4 separate regions of the Zea mays genome follow, and regions 2, 3 and 4 are each linked to region 1. The links are chromatin contacts, called in public Hi-C maps. All regions are on one chromosome and are shown on one strand. The core of a region is the stretch at or near the end of the contact, and the rest is flanking DNA. Distances in the headings are between cores, read along the strand shown.

Evidence for each region. A called contact is a pair of places that touch in the nucleus more often than the background predicts.
Region 2: a Hi-C map of leaf shows a contact between it and region 1, with 5 times the contacts expected there. The contact joins the enhancer-like site here to the promoter of LOC100502245 in region 1. A contact is called at or near these places in 3 of 25 Hi-C or Micro-C datasets (ear, leaf and tassel).
Region 3: a Hi-C map of ear shows a contact between it and region 1, with 1.8 times the contacts expected there. The contact joins the promoter of LOC103627157 here to the promoter of LOC100502245 in region 1. A contact is called at or near these places in 5 of 25 Hi-C or Micro-C datasets (ear, endosperm, leaf and 1 more).
Region 4: a Hi-C map of leaf shows a contact between it and region 1, with 4 times the contacts expected there. The contact joins the promoter of LOC100282064 here to the promoter of LOC100502245 in region 1. A contact is called at or near these places in 8 of 25 Hi-C or Micro-C datasets (bundle sheath, ear, endosperm and 3 more).

Annotation. Positions count from the first base shown.
Region 1 is chr5:164,188,625-164,191,324 of Zm-B73-REFERENCE-NAM-5.0, reverse strand. LOC100502245 (Polyadenylate-binding protein-interacting protein 3) reads left to right here and starts at 1,427. Exons shown (of 15, transcript XM_008646000.4): 1 at 1,427-1,858. It overlaps LOC111589480 (U2 spliceosomal RNA), which reads right to left; the gene lies at 2,635-2,700.
Region 2 is chr5:164,380,401-164,383,116 of Zm-B73-REFERENCE-NAM-5.0, reverse strand. LOC100284415 reads left to right here. Exons shown (of 2, transcript NM_001157310.2): 2 at 1-1,103. The coding sequence ends at 1,032. Among protein-coding and RNA genes, the nearest start is that of LOC100284415, 4.3 kb to the left of the region's middle. Within about 2 kb of position 1,451, at least 18 of the 20 cell types and tissues checked have an H3K27ac peak or open chromatin away from gene starts, as enhancers often do. A contact at or near this core is called in ear, leaf and tassel, where this site is marked.
Region 3 is chr5:163,942,286-163,944,985 of Zm-B73-REFERENCE-NAM-5.0, reverse strand. It overlaps LOC103627157 (40S ribosomal protein S27), which reads right to left and starts at 1,423. Exons shown (of 4, transcript XM_008647462.1): 1 at 1,258-1,423; 2 at 1,052-1,153; 3 at 900-928. The coding sequence starts at 1,260. It overlaps LOC100276742 (Os02g0478550-like protein), which reads right to left. Exons shown (of 5, transcript NM_001150458.2): 4 at 2,531-2,633; 5 at 1,684-2,320. The coding sequence ends at 2,004.
Region 4 is chr5:164,017,993-164,020,725 of Zm-B73-REFERENCE-NAM-5.0, reverse strand. It overlaps LOC100282064 (RS21-C6 protein), which reads left to right and starts at 1,367. Exons shown (of 2, transcript NM_001154977.2): 1 at 1,367-1,674. The coding sequence starts at 1,480.

The DNA of each region.
Region 1 (2,700 bases), core at 178-2,677:
TGTTTGATACTTTAGGCCAATTGCTATTGAGAAGAGCCAATGGCTACGAGGGTTTAGATAACATATAAATGCTTATTGGTCTGATCTTGAACTTGTCAAATATAGGACAAATACAAGTTAAACCCGGCTAAAAACGAGTTCCATCTCGGTTTCCGTTCCGTTCCGATTTTTCTCGCAAATATGAAAACAAACGGGTTAAATATAGAAAACGATATGCCGAAACGAGATTTTACCCGTCCATTTTCAACCCTAAATACCATTAAACCCTTAACCATACCGAATCACATATGCTTATTCCTTTTCATATGGGATAAGCAAAATAGACTTGACTGTCTTTTATTAGCTTTGGTTAACAAGTTTGATTTATAGAGTGTTTGATTTCTTTAGCCACTCTTCTAAACTTTAGTTCCTAGAAATTTTATTTAGAAGACCTATTTTTATTTATCCTGTTTGATATTTCATGGACTAAAGTGACTAAAGTTTAGGAAGTGGAAACCAAACACACCCTTATTATGTCCGTATTAAGATGCAACTTGTGGAGACAAGTATGTAGTCAATCTTCATTATTGTCTTTCTCCTATAGGTACGTATGCAAATATATGGGATTCTCAAAGCGTCGAATCAAACATCAGTTACAAGTTACTATCGAGTTTCTATTTCAGCAAATTCCTTACCACCAAACATGGCAATTGTTTCTGATTGAGCACAAATCAGCTCATCCAAATCAAAATCTACAAGCCAAAGGGATTCTAAAATCATCTAAGTGATACTTAGGGTGTGTTTGGCATGGCTCTGCTCCACCCCAGAGCAGCTCTACTCTAAAACTCTGGGTGGAGCAGCTCTGCTCCATAGTTTAGATTGTTTCTCATAACTAGTGGCAATGGCGGGTAAATAACTCAAAACTCCATGACTAGGTTGCTTTTTTGGAGTTTTCAGAGCAGCAAAAGAGGTACTCCAAAAAATTGTACTACAGCTCCAAAAACTCCATAGAGTTTACAACTCTGGAGTTAGGGTGTTTGGCATGCTCTGGCCAGCTCCTCCTTGGAGTTTTGCTCTGGAGCCATGCCAAACAGGCCCTTATATATATATATATATATATATTTGTCTTAAAATAAGTGTCACAACAAGTTTTGTGTTGATTAAACTTTTTTTAAAGATCGACCAGGTTTACATAAAATATTAATAACATTTATCTCTCTAAAGAAATTTAAGAACATATTTAATTTATATATATTTTGTTAAATATAAAACATTTAATCCATAAACAAACAAGAACTGTATTTATTTTAAAATGGAGATGTTGGAGAAACGGAAATGGAGGACGTTTACAGAAAAGGAAGAAAAGGGAGGGGGGGACAAGAAATAGCGTCCACAGCCCACGGTCACGGTGGCACCAACCCACCAAGGCCAAGCCCGTGGCGTGGTCACTGGTCGGCTACCGCTTTGCAGCTGGCGCGCGGCTTTCACGAGCAGCTCCAGCGCAGGCTCAGCCCGCCCACGCGGCGTACCCGCGGACCGGCCCGCCCGCCGAAGCCCGAACCCGGCAAGGAAAAACTAACACCTCACGCCGTCGCATCTCACGGCCTGTCCCGATTCATTCGGATTTCCTTCCGCCTTCCGACAGCGGCTGTCTCGGCGACCCAACCCCAGCCTGACCCCACCTCCCGCCGCCGCCGCCGCCGCCGCCGCCGCGCCTTCGTCGTCAGGAGCAGGGTCCCGGTGGCTGCGTCTCTCTCCCCTGCCCCCCTGCTCCACACTCGGTTCACGCGTCGGCTCGCTACCGCAGGCCCTCGACTCGTACGCCCGTCCCCGGCGGCGATCCGGCCGGCACCGTAACCCTAGGACTCCGACGGAGCAGGTAGCTTACCGTCCTTCGTGTGGGGCCTCTCTTCCCTCCTCTCTGCTCCTTCTGTTGGATCAGGATTCGAGACGGGCGGTGCGTGTATCCGCGCTCGGTCGCCTGCTCGAGATCGTAGACCGAGGTGCGATGGATTAGATCTCTGAGATTGGAGGTGCGTGGGCTGATGGAAAGCTGGGGTGGAGCCGTTGCTCTGCGTGGATTTTGTTTTCTAGCTGCTGCCGGGATCACAGTGACGAGATCCTGCCATTTCATGTGCTTATTGTATCATGCCTCGAATCTTTGCATATGTCAGGCGCTTATAGCAACTCATTCTTATTTTAATGTGGTTTTCCATATTTTGTTTGTAGTTTTCCATCCTTTGTTTTGGCTAAGTAGTTTAACTATCCAACTAGCGGCTACCATGACGAGGGCAGCTCTACCTGTGCCAAATTTCAAGTGATATAATGATTTTGCATCTTGCTAATCCTACTCTATCATACTAGCAATCAGGCTATTGGAATCAGTATCTGGTTGCTTGTGTTTAACGTGCTGACATGATGTTGCATCTGGTAAATCCAATAAGATGACATGAATGGTCTTAGTCTTATGAAATCTTATGTAGTCTCATACGATCCAGTTGTTTTCAACATCTTACACAATCACATTCCATGATTACTCCCTGTGAATGGATCAGTTTATGTACTAACATAATGATTTGGAGTACATGAAAGGAGCTCCTGCAAATGTGTCTGCTCATATGTTACCATCCATATATTTTCTTTCACACAGCACGTGGAAAGATACTTCAAGTTTGCTGTAGTTCACTTCGGAGCGAACATTAATATTGTATATAGTCAATG
Region 2 (2,716 bases), core at 202-2,701, 190 kb before region 1:
AACACAATTATCACCCCGAACCACCTTGTGAGAAGCATGATCTCACAGTGGTGCACAGACAACGGGATCACTCTGCCACCGGTTGAGAACCAAGATGAAGATCTGGTTACAAACAATGAGCGGGAGACATTTCGTAAACTGTTTGAGAGGATCGTATCGTCGTCGTCAGACCTGTCTGAGCAGAGGGAAGCCATTAAAGAGCTCAGGCTGCGGACTAAGTGCAACAGTTCACTAAGAGCAGCGATAGGAGAGAGACCGGATTCAATCTCGCAGATGATTTCCGTAGCGTCCAGCCCAGAGCTAGAAAACAGTGCAGAAGTTGTGGAGGATACGGTGACAGCTATCCTTAATCTCTCTATCCACGAGAGCAACAAGAAGATCATTGGAGACGACCCACTGGCAGTCCCGTTCCTGATCAAGGCCTTACAGTCAGGAACCATGGAGGCCCGGAGCAACGCCGCCGCCGCCATCTTCAGCCTATCCGCGCTGGACGGCAACAAGGCGAGGATCGGCGAGCTCGGCGCGATGAGGCCGCTGGTGGAGCTCCTCGAGCACGGCAGCACGGCAGCGAGGAAAGACGCGGCCTCGGCCATCTTCAACCTGTGCACGCTGCACGAGAACAAGTCGCGGGCCACCAAGAGCGGGGCCGTCGACGTGACGCTGAGGGCCGTCGCCTGCGCCGGGGACGGCTCTGGCTCCGGCTCGCTGGTGGACGAGTCTCTGGCCGTCCTCGCGCTGCTGTCGGGCGACCACGAGGCGGTGGAGGAGGTCGGCGAGACGGGCGGCGTGGCCTCCATGCTCCACGTCGTGAAGGACGACCCGTGCAAGCGCAACAAGGAGAACGCGGCGGCCGTGCTCTTCGCGGTCTGCGTGTACGACCGCACCAGGCTGCGGGAGGTCGCCGAGCACGAGAAGCTGAACGGGTCCCTGGGCTGGCTCGCGCGGAACGGCACGTCGAGGGCGCGGCGCAAGGCCGCCGGGATCCTCGACAAGATGAAGAGGTCCATGCACCACCCGCACTACTCCTGCTAGTGCTGCCGCCGTGGCTGTGTGTGATCAGGGGGGGAATAAGGGTGGTGTGTGTTGTGTTGGACTGCTCGTTGCTTTCGCGCTGTATATATATATATATATATATATATATATATTTCAGCCTGCGTATATAGCTCTATACTCTTGGTCTCTGTGGTTTGGTACATATATGAGGGTACATTTTTTTTCCGTCTCGCGGAGTAAGTGGTGGTGGTTTCCCCCTCTGGAACGTTCTTGTTCGTCTGAAATTTGCACTTGATATGTTTCTTCAGGGTCTTTGCATGCACATGGTCCTGATGCGTATCTGGTGCCGTATATGGATTTTTATTTTTGTTTGTTTGGTCACATTATATGGGTGGTGTTTCCTGTGGTACCTTTTTTCTGTTGAGATGAGTCAACATTCCCCCGTGCTGCTACAGACGGGTCGCTGAGACGTATGCTTCACGCGTTGTGGAATCAGATACCTAATCTGCTGACTTGTACATATTGCAAGTCCCTTTCAGGTCTTTCTCCGGCTTTCGAGATAACCAGCACTCGGTTGTCTGGGATTGGGCTCATTGTGCATACAGTCGTTTTGTATTATAGACTGTTCCAGAGTGAAGTTTTTTTTTTTTAAAAAAAAGGAGGTGGAGGTGAGATAAGATGAGTAATCTGTTGGGGATAGTATAGGTGCAAAGAGGATATCGAGGAAAAGAAAGGAGTGTGTTATTTGTATTATATGCATTATGGTCTAGTAAATGTATGTATACACATGTTCAGGCATCGTCGTCGCATTGACTATCAGGGCGATCCCTGAGTCACACCGCAGATTCGGCGAAGTCGGCGTCGTAATAACGGACTGTCTTTAAATTGCGTCTCTCTAGAGTGAGAGAGTTTACCTAACACTAACATGCCAACAGGAATGAAGCCACATCTCAAACTGCTGTCCGTTTGTAGCCGTGAAACATACCTTGATTCACACTGTCCTTCATAGCTGGCCCCACTTGTAGACGATGATGTTTCAGAGAAGGGTAGGGATCATGCACTTCATCTTCCTTCTCAGACTGGGGTGCATCGTACGTGCATACCTACGTCTTACATTGCATCATATCGACCCACAGACGTTACAACCGGTATTGATTATGTTGGAGTCGAAACGTTCGGTATCAACTATTATACTCCCTCTGTTTTAAAGTAGTAATCGTTTTAACTTTTAATTAAACGAGTGGCGATATATATATATATATATATATATATATATATATATATATATATATATATATATATATATATATATATATATATATATATATATATATATATATATATATATATATATATATATATATATATATATATATATATATATATATATATATATAGGGTGATGGTAATGGGAGCCCTGGGCTTCCATTAGTATGGGAAGCCCCAGTCAGGTATATCTACGCGCGCTCGATCTGGTTCTGGCTCGAGCGGATTGCAGCGTAAAACGTGACCTAAAACAGCGTAAATGAGTACGAAATTTAGCGTAAATCTTATATCTGTTTTGTAACAGCAAACGGGGCCTAAAATTACGGCGTAAAAATCGCATGCAGCCGATCGTGCGCGGGTTCTGGCTCAGGCGGATTCCAGCGTAAAACGTGAGCTAAAATAGCGTAAATGAGTACGAAATTTAGCGTAATTCCTATATCTGTTTTGTAACAGCAAA
Region 3 (2,700 bases), core at 174-2,673, 250 kb after region 1:
GGTCCTTAAATAACATATTACACAGTGCAGAGAAAATCCACTGCCACTTCTCAAATACCAAATGGAAAGAAATGAGTACACTGGGAGCAAGCGATAATGGTGATAATAAACTACTGAGGGTTTCGCTAGTTACATTCTATAACTCACAAAGTCAATTTCAACAAATTGTTAATGACCAAGAAAAATAAAATGTTGCTCCAATTAACACGACAGCTACCAGCTGGTGACCAAAGATGAAGAAATCAGCTACCAAGAAAAGATAAGGAAACTTTATAAACAGCTTCCCAAAACTCTAAATAATACCTTAACTTGTAGAAAGTTACTACTATACACTAACCATGTAAGGTAAAAAGGCTGTAAAACTGCAGAAAAACATTTTGCAGGCCAAACAGTCCAACTCCATAATATGTATTCAACATTGACGTACAAACAAATAAGCAAAAAAAATAGAATTGGACCAGTAACAGGCTATTAACAGCTTTTACAAACATTGTCTCAAACTCTACTTAATACCTTAACTTGTAGAAAGTTGCTACTATAGACTATGCAAAATTACACATAATCATCTTGGAGGTCAAACAAGATAACTTCATAATATGGATCGCCGTGCAACAATAAATACAAAGCATCTAACAACAGCTTACTAACAGGCTAGTCTTCTTTGTCCCAATGTATCAGTAACATATTAGCCTTCACCCATCACTGTGACTGTGATAATAGCTACACTCGGATAAATTATTTACTAACAGGAAAAATATTTCAGTTCAAAAGAACCTCAGTTTAGGGCTTTAGGCCAAACACATGCACCGGCCAGGTTCAATGGTAAACCACAATTAATCAATGACGAGATGCAGACAAATCCAACCCTTGGATGAAATATGAGCGGTAGGAAAACTTACATGCTGAAGCATCCCTGGCACTTGACATCCTGCAACACAAAAATAATATTTTTCACAATTAACACATGGGGGATAGAGAAAAGGTGAACGGAAAACGGCCTAGTTTACACCCACCACAGATACGGGAGAATATTAGGGATAAGAACAAGTACCATGAAGAAGGAGTTGGGGGATTGGACGAGGCGCTTCTTCTTGTGCTTGAGTTTCTCGAGCTCTGCCGGCGGGTTCAGAAGGTCGATGTCGTTCTGGAGAACCTGCGCAACCAATCAATCTCAGGATCCGATCGAGCACGATGGCGATGAGCGGCGCAACAAATTCGGATCTTGAGTAAGCTGAAGATGAGGGGATTAGAGCTTACCATCTTGCCTCGGGCGGCGGCGGAGGAGAGTGCGTTTGATACGGCGGCGGAGGAGGAGCTGCAGCAGACGAGTCTGAGCAGGGAGGGTTTTGCGCGGACGGCTAGTCGGCTACTAGGATTTGGAGAATCTCGACCGTCCAACCTGCTGGCTCATCATTATATCTTCGCAGTGAACCACACCGCATTGCACACAGTGGGCCTAGATTATTCGGCTTGTCTCTGTAGCTCAATTGGGCTTGTCTCTGTAGCTGAATTGGGCCCATTTGTGGGAGAACTAGAAACGTTGCTTTATAAAACAAAATAAAAAAATCTAAACACGACACGACGATCAAATCGAATCCACTACCATTGTTGCCGGTGAACCTAAAGAAATAAACAAATGCGCATTTCAAATGCAAGCAGAAAATAAGTTTGTTGAGATACGTTAGGAGCAACCTGCATTCTTTTTGCAAAGGCAGATTTGGAAATTAGCCTCATTATTCCAACTTTTAACTTGCTCAGCAACGTGCAAGCCCAAAATCCAATGCCTACGGTTTTTGGCTTAGTAAGTAGCCAACGTATATTACAAGATTATAACAGCAGATCTCTTCCTTTCTATTTTGTTGCAACCAGCTACCACAAGAGATAATTTCTTACACCAATCATTTTAGAATAAATTACAACATCTCATACGAGCCACCACAGAAATCAGCAAAACCAGCATGCTCACGTTGCCAGCAAATCAGTAGCCACTTTTTTTTCACCCTCTACTCATCAAATGTCTGACTTCTTGTGCCACCTTGGTTTTGGAAATCTGGATATCGGTGGTTTCTGAAACTTGGTTCGTTTTGGATATTTAAATTACGCTGGTTTCTGTCACTTGGTTCATGTTGGAAACTTGAATCACGCTTATTCCTGAAATTTGACTCATTTTCATAACTTTGATCAGAACGGTTTCCAAAAGTTTGAACATGCAAGCCAAAATCATCACTCATGTTCGTATGAGCAAAACTTGAATCATCCTGGCTTCTAAATCTTGGGTCACGCCGAGCATAATTGTTCTCAGTGTTCATGGGAGCAAATGCTGCAAGAAACAGGGAGATATTACAAGAACTTAACATGCAGAACTATCTATAACAGTATATTTTGATGAGTTGTCAAAAGGAGTGAGCTGTCATTTATTGCAAGAAACAATACCTCATATCATTCATTTAAATTTTATGTGTATAACCTTGAAGACAAAAACATCATCAACGAAAAAAAAAACATCTGGTACAAACAAATATGAACTTACCTCGTTCTCTCATTCTCCTTTCTCTGTCATATTCAAATTTGTCACGAATTTGAGTAACCCTTTCCCACGTTTCACCTCGTTTGTTCACCCCGAAGCCAAGGTCCTGCAGTACAAACCCATTGTTCACAATGTTTTGATAGTTGCCAGTAACTAGCTAGTTGATCTATTGT
Region 4 (2,733 bases), core at 118-2,617, 170 kb after region 1:
TAAGTTCTTATTGTTTCGTATTGTTGCTAAGTCTAAATTCTACAATCTTCTTTACAACAATAGAAGTATTGAACTTAGCTAATTCTCGGACTAACCATCTTGCTCTATCATTCAAGATTACATATCTTAGATCAAGTTTTCGATTGTTTTAAGTTAAATTTTAGGTTTCGCCTATTCATCCCCTCTATGCGACTTTCAACGTCGACTCTATCAAAATATCATAATGAAGCTATAATGAATTAATGATACTATAGTGGGCTTCTATACTACTATATTAAGAACCTAATGTAGGCGTCTGGTGCTACCACGGCTTCAGCCACTGCGCTGACACTCTGGACCCGCCCTGACCGGTTCTCTCGCCCCACGCGCCCCGCCTCGTGTTGTGCCCTGTGGGCACCACGCCCAGCGGGCCTGCTCTCTTAGCTAGAGCCCTATGGATCCCCAGCGCCCGCGCAGCCAACTACTGCGTCTGCCCCGTCCGCGCAGCTACCACACCGCGCAAAAAATAGTGCAAAGCAAGCACTCAAACCCACGCTCCCTGATCCAGAAATTTAGGGCTAACCACCAGACCATACATATCTTAGTGTTTAGAAATGAACAATAATTATATTTGAATAAATATCTCAATATATATTTATATGATATATAACAACAGTAGCAAAGCACGGATAACTGGCTAGTATATGCTAACATCATTCCATGGTATTTTTCTTAACACCTATTTTCCACCTCTTTTCTCCCTGTCTGTCGAGATGCTAAGCCGATTTCAAACCAACTATATTTCCACTTTTATAGCTCCTTATTCAAAAAAGATCAATCACCCCGATCATATTCTTGCAAGAGGTTTAGGAATTAGACTAGCATTTGTGAACAAACTTATCCCTTTCTATTTTAAATAATAAGATGTTTCGTTTTTTAGATACATTGCTTTTGTTATCTATTTAGACATAGTATAGTATATATCTAAACCTATGTCAATCGTCTTATAATTTAGATATTTAGAACGAAGGGAATATATTCTAGGGATTGATATTGTATTATGTAAGTTGCTGTAATACATAAAACAATATTAATAATACTCCATATGTTTGTAAAAGTTTTTTTAAAAAAAGTGATCTGAATAGTATTTTTTAAGAAAATATCGTTTTTCTCTCATGATGAACAGTATTTTCTCCCAGCACAGCAGAAAGGAAATAGCGCGCGGACGGCCCATGATCTCTATTGTCCGTTCCGTTGCGGGCGGGCCGGCCCAGATATGAACCCCACGCGTTGCCAAATAAAGAAACTTGTACTGTGCTGGCCACAGCCCCAGTGATGACTGTTCCCAGCCTCCCCCTATTTATAGCCTCCTGCCCTCTTCCCTCTCTCTTCCTCGCCGCATTGACCTATTCACTTCCTCCATAATAACTAGTGCTACTAGGTCCCCCACGGCCGAGGAGGAATTAGAAAACAAAATTAAATCTCAAGTCTAGGGCGGAGATGAACGTTGCGGAGGAGGAGGTGAGCATGGAGAGGGAGGAGAAGGGCGGCAATGTTCGCGATGGCGAGGTGAGGACGACGGCGGCGGCGGCGGCAGCTGTGAGCCTGGAGACGCTGCGGAAGCGGATGGCGGACTTCGCGACGGAGCGGGACTGGGAGCAGTTCCACTCCCCTAGGAACCTCCTTCTCGCCCTGGTTCGGCTGCTCCACTCCTCTTCTCTACTCTATTCACTTGCGATATTCACGGCCAATTTCGGAGAACATCGCTCTAATTTCATTTGGCGACTTATATTAATTTGGGGTGTCGTGAGAGTTCTTCGTATCTGCTGCGCCGAGATATATATTTTTTTTCCACAAAAAAATGGCGATATGGGGTTTGTATAGGCGGTCCAGTTCTTGTCCAGAGAAACGAGAATGATTGGGTGCAGAAAAGCCTTGTCGTCCTTCAGTAATCAGTCTGTCCACCCGACCCGACCCCCGTAGCTGTCAGGTTCGCCACTTTTTGTTCTCTTTCTTTCAGTACTACTACCGCATTGCGACTTGCGAGGCTGATGGACAGAATCTGCGCTTCTGTCCTGTTGCCTGCAGTTGGCTTGGTCAAAATCTCACACGATGCGTGTGGTTTCGCTCGTGGGGAACACGGGGGAGAAAGAGGGTAGTACAAAGGGAAAGGCACTCAGGAACCCGTCTCTTCGAATAGTTCAAGATCGTAGGACTATGTAAGATGACATTTGTTATTTGATGAAAACACGGGTGATCAAATCAAATGCTACTACTGATATTGTCACAGGGAAGACTGTATTCGTAGTGGCTACAATGTGCATCTGTACGGTCCGAACAGCGAGGTGCAGTCCTTTTTGAAGGGAAAAGAGTGGGGTGCGGTCCTTTTTGAGGGGGGGAAGAGTGAGATGCTACATTGCTTCACATTCAATGCTGGCATGTATGGACCAATGGTCCAGAATGTTTCAAACCTTGTTGTGCACATGGGGATACTGTCTGTAGAAATAATTTGGTTCTATGACCTGGGATTTGCAGCTCCTGTTGTTTAAGGTGTGTTGCATCTGCCGAAATTATAGATGTTATATGTCTAATGGCTACTCATATTTCATTTATATGTTGTACATGGATATGTGAGGATGAATATGTTGTGTTCTTCGGTGGTAACTTTAAATCTAAGTTTCTTATTCTATGAAAATTGATTAGTGTAAACCTAACTACAATTTATTGTGCTGCGCCCCTCAAGTTGTTACACTT